2 separate regions of the Mus musculus genome follow, and region 1 is linked to region 2. The links are chromatin contacts, called in public Hi-C maps. All regions are on one chromosome and are shown on one strand. Each heading gives the region's core, a stretch centred on a gene start, on an enhancer-like site or on the middle of the called end of the contact. The rest is flanking DNA. Distances are from core to core; before and after follow the strand shown.

What was found. Hi-C and Micro-C count contacts between places; a contact is called where the count stands out from the background.
Region 1: a Hi-C map of uterus shows a contact between it and region 2, with 4 times the contacts expected there. The contact joins the promoter of Eprs here to the enhancer-like site in region 2. A contact is called at or near these places in 4 of 39 promoter capture datasets (the 3T3-L1 cell line, hippocampal neurons, liver and 1 more), 1 of 484 Hi-C or Micro-C datasets (uterus) and 1 of 9 other capture datasets (adipose tissue).

What each region holds. Positions count from the first base shown.
Region 1 is chr1:185,359,606-185,365,671 of GRCm38.p6, reverse strand. Eprs (glutamyl-prolyl-tRNA synthetase) reads right to left here and starts at 2,628. Exons shown (of 32, transcript NM_029735.2): 1 at 2,429-2,628. The coding sequence starts at 2,474.
Region 2 is chr1:184,823,188-184,829,297 of GRCm38.p6, reverse strand. All of the region lies in intron 4 of Mtarc2 (mitochondrial amidoxime reducing component 2), which reads left to right. Among named protein-coding and RNA genes, the nearest start is that of Mir1981, 3.8 kb to the right of the region's middle. Within about 2 kb of position 1,792, at least 54 of the 459 cell types and tissues checked have an H3K27ac peak or open chromatin away from gene starts, as enhancers often do. A contact at or near this core is called in adipose tissue and uterus, where this site is marked.

The sequences.
Region 1 (6,066 bases), core at 1,379-3,878, 540 kb before region 2:
TCCTAACAACTGGAGCAGGGCTGTCTCTGACTCTATTGCCTCCTTTTACCCTAGCGTGGAGTCTTGTCTGGCCTCAGTGGCCTAGATCCACAGGGGGCTTTCCATTCTCTGAAAAGGGAAGAGAGGACTGGGGAAGGCAGTGTAAGGGTGGGACTAGAAGGAGAGGAGGGAGGGGGACTTCGATTGGACTGTAAAGTGAACAAATAAATAAATCAATGAAAAAATAAACTAAAAATGCCTTTGGTTGAAAGAGAAAGCTTTACATCCGGGGTAGTGGCAGGTGGACAGCACAATGACAGGCAGGTGGCACTTCAATAAGTGTTCAAGACCAGAACGGACAAATCAAATTCACACACCGACTGCTGGGCTGGCAATGTACAGCAGGAATGATTCCACCATCCCTGCCCAGGACGGACAGCTTGACGCCAACCACTGGGAAACATTTAACAACCCAATTAAGGGATACATAAGTAAGAGGTTTGGCATCTTCAGGAGACAACGCTATTAAAACCAAGCTAATAAATCATTCCACATTGAAAGAAGACGTGAAAAAGGACAGTAAAGGGCAAATAAAGCATGGTCCTCCTAGATCCTGGCAACTACTTAGAACAATCAGCCCCAGAACAACAAAGACGACTGAGCATTAGGCAGAATTCTATCAGCCTATACTTCCTGGATGAAGTCAGGGAGAGATTCCTTGCCTGTAGGAGACACCGAAGAAGTATTCTGGAGGCAGAAGCATCAAATAAGCTCTGTGTTCTTAAGTAGGATGGGGAAAGTTCTATGTGTGAGTTTGAAAGTGTTTTAGCACACACACACTCTCACAAAATGACATGTTAAAGCCATAAAATCCTCACAATGTGATGGGTTTTTTCTAAATATTTAATCCAATTTTATTACTTAAAAGAGAATATATATCTGATCTATAGGCAATAAAAAATTAAAATAAGAGAAAGAGGTGCAAGCAGAAAAATAATATACATTCTCTAACTGGCTTAGAGTTCAAAATGCAAACCAAATTTAAGAGTGTTTTCCAGAATACCAGCAGAATTTGATTCTGAGTTTTAAGGATACAGACTTCATGGTCCCCTGCAGTGATTTTTCAAGGCAGTTTTTACAAACACAAAAAACCTCACACACACACCCCACCCCTCCGGGGGGGGGGGGGGGGAACAAAAACAAAAAAAAACCAAACCTATAGTTTAGCTATGCACTGAACAGCTAAAATGTGAAAAAACTCTTCCTGTAGTCTCACTAAATTCTGGCAACCAGCGCTGGAAAGGTTTCCTTCTTCCTTACAGAACAAATCAAGGAATCTCAACTGCACTCCGCAGCGGGCAGAACTCAGGCCTCCAGGATTAGCCACGAGGTCAGCATCATCTACCTAGTGCCGTTTCAAACCAAGAATCACATCTACTTCTTTCAGGGCTCATGGATTTGTTGTGAGGTTAGCATACAGAGACTGGAACTAACATGCTAAAATGTTATCATTTTAGAACATTTCAAGCGATTGCTACAGTCTATTTTTAGGGCTGGTGAGTGTGGCTCAACAGTCAAGTGCTTGCCTACAATGCAAAGCTCCCTGAGCTGTTTCCCAGCGCATTAATACATAAATAAATGTCTTTTCACTCCAATAGGCGCAGACTGCTGTCAAAGTTGAGGTTGCAAGAAATTTCATCAGCCCCACATGGCCAATTGTATTCAAGGGGCTGACTTTTTGAGTATTAGAAAAAGTACTTCCAAGTCTACATGATAAAATTTTTGGGTTGTTTCCCAAAGTAATGAAAAGACAGAAATTTTAAACTAGCTAGCAATAGCGTTAGCCACTTTGAAAAATCAATTTCGAATGGAACGTAGGATGACGTTTACTCGAGCCTGGACTACGTCCACGGGGTGTGTAGTAAAACAGCCAGTAGCATTAGTCCGCAGCGTTCCTACGGCTTTCCGTAATTACAGCCTTCGACCACAAGCCAACGCAGCCTCAGTAAAAATTCCAAGTGCTGACAGAAAAGTCTACCTTGCTCCCTTTAACTCGACAACCGAAGGGAAAGTGGGGCAAGTGAATTCAGATCTCCTGAGAGGTGGGGAAGGGGCGGGAGGTTCCTAGATCGCATTAAAAGGACGGGCCGGACAGACAGTTGGGGTTTTAATTCCACTTCAAAAGCCACTTGGGACCCTGGCAGAGTCGCAGCCATAGTCTCGTGTCTCCCCGCGGGGCTCTGGTCCTGTCCCCCCACTCCCGGGACAGCGGGCCTCGGGAGACGGCGCCCCGAGCGGACAGAGGCCGGGGCCACGCGGGGCTGGGTTCCCCGCAGAGCAGAACAGGCCCGTCCGTCCCGGGGCGGGAGGCTCGTTCGGCGTGACCGCCGCGGCACCAGCCCCGCACCCACGCGCTGATGCAACCCGCGCGGGTCGGCGGCGCCCTTACCCAGCGGAGGGTTTCCGGCGTTCACCGTGAGGCACAGCGCCGCCATCTCCCAGGAGCTGCGGTCTACTCGTCGGGCTGCCTTCCTGGCGGCGAGGGTTCAGGTGGAAGCAAGGAGATGCAACGTGTGCGCGCGACCGAAGGCACCGCAGCCCTGACTCCTCCCCACGGGCCGCCACCGCCGGAGTCGGTGCGCACGCTACGACACGTCATAAATATGCGCCCGCCAAGGCAGCCTTCGCTCCGCCCCACTCCACGCGCCACGACTGCAGAGAGGTCAAGGCAGGCTACTCTGTGCGTCATCGCTGCGCGCCCACGACATTTCAGCCTCTCTCCCGTCCCCGGCCCGCGGATACTGACGTCTGGCGAACGCTATTGAACGTAATCGCCGTGCGTCGCCTCCACCTTAACCGCACGCTCCAGTTGCCTCTTGGCAGCAGGACTGGGCACCCGTGAGGTGCCACTCCGTTGTGGAAAAGGAACAGCCGTTAAGACCCATCGGAAAGTGAGGGAAGCAGGCGGACGATAGACTAGTCCATTCTGGGGCAGTGGCACATCCATGCACAAAGTCGACGAGCTACACTGGGTATAAGGGAGCTTCCCTTCAGTCTTCTCTAAAAGGAAATATTTTCAGGATTGTTTGGTGTGGTGCACGTCCCAGCATCTAGGAGGCAAGCTAGAAATACAGAAAACTATGGGGACAAAGAGAAAAAGGACCTGCTTGCTGGGCCTCCTGGCCCTGAGAATCAAGATTTCCAGATGTTACTATCTGTAGTGAAGCCTGCCAATATTGACAATGTTTGGGGGTTTTGTTTGTCTGTTTTAGAGAGAAGCATCTTCAAATGAGAGGGTTAATAATAATTCAGGCTATACAGAGAAACCCTGTCTCAAAAAACCAATAATAATAATTCAGGCTGGAGGCCTACGCGTATGTGAGCTTAAGGATGGTCTGCGAACCTCACAACAGTTAACTTGTGTTCACAGTGGAAACAAAAGAACAATTCAGGAACAGCCCATGACCAAATTCCTTAATAACCTTTAAAAATAATAACTTCAGTGTTCTTGCTAAGACCATGAAGTGTGACTGTGGTATGCGTCCTCTTTGGAGCACCTGTCAACTCCCATGCTTTAAAAAAAAAAAAAATCACATAGTAAACTCCAACTTTGAATCATAGTGGCTGCCTCTGAGGAGGTCTTCATGATAGACTTGTCTTGTCATTTCTGGAATCCAAGGTAATTAGAGAAGAGTATGACTGGGGGTAGGGGATTGAGTCAGAGAAGAAACAAAATGGCATTAAGTGCACTGGCTGGTGCCTTCTTTCATTCCTTTGTAATAGAAGTACCTTGCCGGCTGCAAAATGGCTGTGTATAAATGCTGGTTCAGAGGCAGGGACCCAAAGAAATAGCTACCCTATAGTTACATGAAAACATTGGCACATTCCTGAGGCTATTGGAAGGTAAGGGTAAATATGTACTGCTTCTGAAATCTCGCCTGCACCTTGAACTTGAACTTTTGGAAAATGCCCTGGGCAAACACATGCATCACAGAGAATTTGGATTAGAAACCCCCCTGAAAGATGCCTACTTATACACCCGGAAACAGGACAAATATTAGGGCAGCAGTGTGCTTTTGGTTTTGCATCTGAGCAATCTAGCCAAGGCTCTGCAAGTGTTCTACTCTTAAGATACTAAACACTGAGTCCTGAAGTCTTTCTTGAAGTTCTTGTCTTTTAACCATTACTATACTTATTTGTTGGTTTGATCGTCTGAGGCAGAATCTCTATATCTACCTATCTATCACAAGGATTGACCTGAAATAACTAAAGAACTCTATTTACAAAAAAAAAAAAAAAAAAAAAAAAAAAAAAAAAAAAAAAAAAAACCCAACCAACCAAAAAAACCAAACAAACAAACTGCAGAAAATGGGTTATGTCACAAAAATGAGGCGTTTCCCCAATCCTGTATCCGAAGCCCTGATGCATGCTGGGGAAATCACCACTGAGCTACTTTAAAATGTTTACTTAGGGGGTGGGGATAAGGAGTGTCTCAGCAGTTAAGAACAGTGGCTGCTCTCACAGAGGATTCTGGTTTAATTCCTGGAACCTACATGGTGGCTCACAAACATATATAACTCAGATTGCAGGGTGTCTTAGTTAGAAATTCTGTTGCTCTCATAAAACACTATGGCCAAAAGCAACTTGGGATGGGGGCAGGCTTATTTTATCTCACACTTCCAGATAACAGTCCATCACTGCAGCTGAGTAGGAGCAGGGATTCAAGCAGGAACCTGGAGGCAGGAACCTGATATAGAAGCCATGGAGGGGCGCTATTTACTGGGTTGCTCTTCAGGGCTGGCTCAGCCTGTTTTCTTATAGTACCCAGGACCACCATCTCAGGAATGTCACTGAATACAGAGCTGGGCCCTCCCACGTCAATCATCAGTCAAGAAAATGCACCACAGGCCAATCTGGTGGAAACATTCCTTTTCCAAAATGATTCTAGCTTCTGTTAAGTTGACATAAAACTAGGAAAGAATCCCATACCTTCTCTGGCCCCTGCAGGCATTAGATGCACATACATGTGCACAGATATACATGCACATACATGTGCACAGATATACATGCTGGCAAAATACCAACAAACATAAATAAAAAGAGCACTTGCTGTTACCAGGGTTACCACAGGCAGCTCACCACCATCTCTAACTCCAGCACCCTCTTCAGGCCTCCAGGGCATTGGCCTCACACATACAAACCACACATACATAATTTAAAATAAAAAAACAACTTTTAAATTTGTTTATTTTTCTGTGTGTAACCCTGGAGGTATATGAGGGCATCCAACCTCCTGGAGCTGGAGTTATAGGTGGATGTGAATCACCTGGTGTGTGCTGGGAAGTGAACTCGAGATCTCAGCAAACCAGGAAGTCTTCTTTATCACTGAGCCATCCCCACAGTGCCCCCCCCCCATTTCTAAAAACTCAGTTTATCTCACTGTTCATAGAACTGTATGCCAGCAAGAAAGAAAATAAATGAAAACAAAATAGAATGAAGCAGTGATGATCAGATGTGGTGGAGTTACAAAACATGTGGTTTTGTCAAATTAGAGTGGGAGCAAGACAGAAGGACTGTTTAGAAACAACGTGGGGGAGGGGAGACTATAAGACATCAAAGTAGGCCTTAAGAGTGGAGGTCTAGCTTGTCAGTTTTGTTGTATGTTTGAGGCAGGTTCTTACAACATAGCAAAAGTGGGCCTCAGTCTTAGAATCCTCCTGCTTCAGCCTCTGGTGTACCAAGATGGCAAATGTGTACCACCATACTAGGCTTAGAGTTTGAGCATTTTAATCCAAATACATATTGTGTGTTTATTGTTGTTAGTTTCAGGCAGGATGATATTGTTGCCAGAGTTGGTCTCACAGAATCTTCAGCACTCTAAGTCGAGCATAAGCTACTGAGAATTCGTTGAGCTCTACATTTGTACGTCTGGGCAAAGACCTTATGTGAAGTCGTTTATTTGGAGGTATCAGATAATCTACTGAGAAAGTGGAAAGCCAGGAGTACAACCTCAGCCAACAGTGACATCTGAGGGAAGGAAGACAAGGAGAGAGCAAAATGACTGAGGGCAAGCAGCTAGAAGGGAGA
Region 2 (6,110 bases), core at 543-3,042:
TTAGCTGGGCCTGGTAGCACAGGCCTGTCCCTTGGGAGGGAGGCAGGGGCCCTCAAGTTCAAGGTCAGCCTGGTCTACAGAGTGAGTTCCAGGCCTACCTAGGCTGAAGTGTGAGACCCTGACTCAGAATTTAAAATGAGGGCCTGGAGAAATGGCTCTTGGGCTAAGAGTACTTGTTGCTATAGCGAAGCAGCTGAGTTTGGTTCTCAGTTCTCACACGGTGCCTCTGAGCCTCCCTGAACCCCAATTCTGGCCTCTCTAGGCACCAGGCATGAATATGACACACATTCATACAGACAGTCACTCACACATACTCATAAAATAAAAATAAATAAGAGAAATTAGAGAAATAAATTAGAGAAAATTAAAAATGAAAAGAGGTCTGGGGAGGCAGCTCAAGCAGCAAGAACACTTACCTGACACACAGCAGGCCTCAGGTTCAAGTCCCAGGACTGCTGAAATAGACTCCCCTTTATGACTAAAGTTGACTAAACTGACCTAGAAATTATCTCGTGAAGTAAAAGTTCTACTGTTGGTCCCTTGAAATTTGCCTGTTGTTTTTTGGGGGGGGAGTTTTACTTCAAGCAGTGTTCCAGTTTAGTCTCTCTTGCTGTAATAAAAACCCCTGACTGAAAGCACCTGGGAGCAGGAAAGGGTCACACTTTCAAGTGACGGTCCCTCTTTGAGAGGGGTCAAGGCAGGAACTCAGTAAGAACTTGAAACAGGAAGCAGGGAGAAACGCTGCTGGCTGGCTTGCTCACTTTCTGGCTTATGCTCTGTTAACCTTGTATAGCCCAGGTCTACCTGTCTAGGGAATGGTGCTTCCCACAGTGGGCTGGGCCCTCCTACCTCAGTTGCTAACAAGACAGTCCTCCACAGGTGTGTCTACAGGCCAATCTGATTTTTACAGTCTCTCAATTGAGACTCAAGGCTATGTCAAGGTGACAGTAAATGCTAACTAAGGTAGAAAATAAAATATTTTTTATTTGTCTCCTAAGACATTGTTTTGGTACTAATTTTGCTTTAGGACCTATGTCAAGGTGACAGTAAATGCTAACTAAGGTAGAAAATAAAATATTTTTTATTTGTCTCCTAAGACATTGTTTTGGTACTGATTTTGCTTTAGGACCGTGAGCTAAGGGAAGAAGAGAAGATGATGTCATGTCTACTGGCTGTAGCATTCTTGCTTTTCAGTAACTTGTCAAACTTAAACTAAGGCTAAAATAAGCATAGCCCTTTTCTGGCGACATTTGGCTGTGTAGTCTTTTTAAAAAATTCTTTTTTTTAAAGAAAGCCATTTAGCTGTTACATTTCTGGGTTGTGATGGGCTTCCAGAAATACTAAATAAGATATGACGTTCTTATTTTTCTAGAAAATTCTATAGCCATGCATCTTTTTAACAAACTCATTACTGTGAAACAGTGAGCCATTGCTGATTTAGTCCACGTTAAGCGAGGAAGCCCAGGATGAAGGCATAGATCCGCTGACCCGTCTGCCTCCTGCCGTCAAAACCCTTTCAATTATTAATGCATACATATAACACATACATATTTAATCCTCAACTAATAAAAACATCAAGCCTTAGCATGATGCAGAAGTCCGGGCATCGTTTATTGTGAATGTGGGGCAGTAGAGGACGGGTGCATTGTGGGACATTTGCAGCTTGTGGTGCCGAGTGTCGTGGACTTTCCCCGTGGGGAGTTAGAGGATGAAGCCAGTCTTAAAAGGCTTGGGCCAGTGCGGCGCGTTAGATTTCTGCAACACTGTGATGAGGTTTTAAAACAAGGCCGGTGTTTGATGCTTATCTCTGCTGCTGGCAAGCGAGGTGCTCCGTGTTCCCTGGACTTTGCTCACTGTCCTGAGCTGAGCGTGAGATGTTTTAATAGGGCGCCTTCCTTATGTAAGTCCTCCCTCTACTTGTTTTCCAAGAGCTGGGGGAGACAACTGTGGAAGAATCTCAGTGCGTCCCCTGTCACGTGGGATGGGGCTCAGCGCGTTCTCTGTCACGAGGGAGGGGCTGTGTTTTGTTTGTTGAGCTTCAGACTCCCCGCGGAGCTGAGGCTAACCCGGTAGTGTTCAGGATTGCAGGCACGCCTTTTGTGAGGTTCTGGTAAGCAAACCCCGGCTGGACGCATCCTGGATTCTATCTACTGAGGTCCAGCCTCAGTGCCAGTAGCAGGGTCAGCCCTGGTAAGCACTCGGGTGGGAGGCTTTCCTAAAGCCAGGCAGCTGTGCTGAGTCCCGGCCCCACCACTCAGTGCTGGGGCGACCTTGACCGCAGCAGCCCTGCCCATTCTAACAGGGAGAAGGTAGCGCTGGGGCAAATCCTCATTTCTAGACCTTTGTCTCTGATGGCCATGCTTGTCCACTGGCTTCAAGGACTTCTTTAAAATCTGTATGTGTTTATTTATACAGTTCCACAGAGTCAGAAACCAGGGACACAGGGAGCTTTTAGAATGGTCCATTAAAGACACTTTTGCAGATAAGAGTTATGTCTTTTATTTTATGGATGTAATTTTGACGTGCCGTATCCCGGCTGGGTGGGTAATTCCACGGTGGAGCACCCTCCCTGCCTGTACCCTGGAGAACCTGAACTGGGTCACAGGTGGGCCTCATGGTCCGTCCCCAGCACAGGTACAAGCTCAGCCCAGCTGGTATTGCTTCTCTCTCTGATGTTCCCCTGGTCTCTGTGGTGTTCTTAAATACCAACCGCTGGTAGGTAAGACCCCACGCTGGCTTCCATTGTCACGTGATGTATGCTTTCTCTCTGGCCAATGAATCTATGTATTATGATCATGTATAGGTATAATATATTTTATATGGTGAGATGTATATATAGTCCTAGCTGTGGATATAAACGTGTCTGCTTATAGAGAGGTAAGAAGTGAACAAGAGAGTAAAAGTAAGGGTTTTTCTGTGCCCTCTGCTCTGACGAGGGACACAGAGACCTTTATATTTGTTAACAGCTTCGGGCACTATAGCTAGGCAGATTCTGAGCTATTCTAACCAGACAGTGCAGGCCTAGCCTACTTCCCCCACGTGGCCCATTACCTGCCATCTTGGTCTTATCCAGCACTTTTCTCTTCATCTGTGTCCCGATGGCCAACTTCCCTGGTCCCCACCGGAGACCCTCTCCATCTGGGTTATAATCTCTCTGGGCTTGGAAGTCCCATCTTTCCTCTCTTGCCCAGCTATTGGCTGTTCAGTTCTTTATTTTAACCAATCAGATGGTGATGGAGTATAATGTTTTACAAAATACTGAATCAGGTGATACTTTAATGACAGTAGCAAAGTTCTGACTGCCACCAGATCTCTGGGTACAGAAGTCAGCATTTGAATACACAGTGCACTAAACACCCCCCCCCCCCAACAAAAGACGCTCTCTCTATATTAGGTCTAGTTTAACTTTCCTACATTTAAAACAAATACTTGTATGGATTGTGATGACTGTCTCACGCTGTTTGTGTGTGATTCACCCCCCTCCTTGCCCCCAGCTCTTCCGTCATCTTTTTCTCAGGGTCTTGCATCAGGTGGAAAGCCTGGTGTAGTCTTAGTTTTCCTATTTACAAAGCGTGCACAGCCTGACAGAAAATCCCCAGGATGGGCTGGCTGGAGAGGTGGCTCCGCAGTTAGCGCACTGGCTGCTCTTGCAGAGGACCCACATCTGGTTCCCAGCACCTGCATGGTGGCTCACAGATCTCTACAGCCCCAGAGCTTGAGGATGCAATTCTGTCTTTGGGCTTCCTCACGCACTGCGTGCACATAAACACATGCAGAACACCGGCACACTGTTAAAAAATAGTAACAATAAAAACATTCTCAGTGTCATTGCACAGAGTGGAGCCCATAACACAGAGTATCATTCCCGTCTCCCACCCCCCTTTTTTCCTTGACCATTTCTCTTCCCTTTTCTCTCTTCCCACTCAAATTCCTCCTCGCTCTGACTAGGGGCTCGATTTTGTAAGAGTGCAGCTTGGTTTTTAAACCAGCAGGGGGCGCACTAGACTTTTCTAACGGTTTCCTGGTTTGTGGAGCCCCTGGAATCCTGCTGGATAGTGCGTTTCTTTGCGTTGATATGTCTAGTGAATATTAAACTCCTCCATGGTGAATTTAATTTTGAGTTATTTAAAACCCACTTTTTTCCTTTAGAAACTAAATTAACCATTGCGTTTAAGCTTAAACGTGGTCGTTTTTCAAATCAGCGTTTTTGAACCAAAATGTGAACAATGATCAGATGAGGATGGGTGCCTAATAAAGTCATTAACAGGACGCAGTCAGAGCTAGAATTTGGAGGCGTTAAGGACAGATTGTAGGAAGCCAGATAAACTGCTAAGGAGCCCTGCACTTGACCTATGGAACATTTGACCTAGTTGAGCTAAAACCCTAACTGAACATGTCAAGGTCGCTGGCTTTCTGTGAAAGCCATAGTGCAGAATTCCACAGACAAATAGCTTGGAATGTTGAACTCATTGTCACTTGGAGTAAGGGAATTGGGAGTTGGCGAGCCTTGGTGCCAAGCTGTCTTTGGCTCACATGCTTGTGGCTGCAGCGCCCTCGTGTGGTGAAAGGAGCGTAGAACCCCTGCCCGCTTACAGTCCTGGGCCCTTTGCCTTTCAGACAGGCGCTGTACTGGTCACCCTCCAGCGGGAGGTTTGCCACGTGCTGTCTTTGGTGTTCCACTGTTTGAACACCGTTTGTCACATGGTGTGACCTTGGCTTTTACAAAGCTTACGTAGTTCCTGGGCCAACGGATTGCTTGGAACATCGTGTTTATTTCCACCAGAAGCAGTTTCTTGGAGGGTAACTGGGGACCCAGGGCATCTGTGGAGACCTCTGTACTGTTGCTGTGGTCACATTGGGTGGGAGGTGTCTGGTTTTGAAGACCCAGTTTGTACTGGGATACTAATTGTGCTTTGCTCAATAATGCCTATAGACCCAAGGGAGGAGCTAGTTTGCCTTTGAATGCAGAGTGGATCATGATGTCATAGCCAGTTGCAGAAGGGAGACTAGGTGGTGCTCCTTCCTGCCTTTGCTCTGCCCTCCTTAGAAACTTAAGTCCCTCTCAGGCCCTGAGGGAGTCAAAGCCACCAGCTAACCAGGGGTCAGTTCTTCCTCGTATATGTCTCTGGGCATCTATTTAGAAGCCTCACCTGGTTGACGTCAGTTTCTAAGGACCATTGTTTGCATCTGATTGTAGGCATCTTCAAATGCCCCATTTCTCCTAGAGGCCCAGACAAAGGAGTGTACGGATTATCAGTGGGTCTCAGTAGATCAGTCACAAACCTTCAAGAGATGGACCTAGGCTGTAGCCTAGGCTGTGGGGATAACCCGAGTCATGGAATTCCCAGATCTGTGCCCATATCCCCCAAGGTCTGGAATTACAGTCGTGGGGCATCCTGCCAAGCTCCTAAATCACTTTTTAATTAATAAGAGGGACCATAATCTTTATGTAGCTCTATGTAAGCATGTGACTGTGTGATATTAAATGTATAGCTACAGACCTTAAGGTGCTGTAAAGACACCAAGACAGGATCCTCTGACATCTGGATGATGTCACGTGCAGACACGTGACAAAGTGGATGCAGGAGATCATGCTGATACATGAATCTGTTTCCAGGTTAGAGACAGGATCTGGGGCTGAGGGATCTGCAAACTCACCGAAGCTGATCTCTCTCTCTCTCTCTCTCTCTCTCTCTCTCTCTCTCCCTCCCTCCCTCCCTCCCTTCCTCCCTCCCTCCCTCCCTCCCTCCCTCCCTCCCTCTGCTTGGTCACGTATTCTCTGTCTTGTCACACTCTCACAGCCTGCTGCTCCTTGTCCCATTCAGTGTGTTGGCATTCAACCCCTGATTGAAGATACTTAGGCACCTGTAGGATATAACCCCATGATCTGTATATATGCCCTTATATGTATACATATAATTTATAGATTCTACCAACTCGGACAAAAGGTGACTTGGTGTCTGGGGAGAAGAATATGTGGTTAAAAGTGTTGTGTAATCATAAGGATTACACATTTGGATCCTGGCACCTGGGTAACAAGGCAGGCATCCATCTCACAAACATTTGTAACTGCAGCTCTGAGTGTCCTGGTGACTCCCAATCAGAAAATT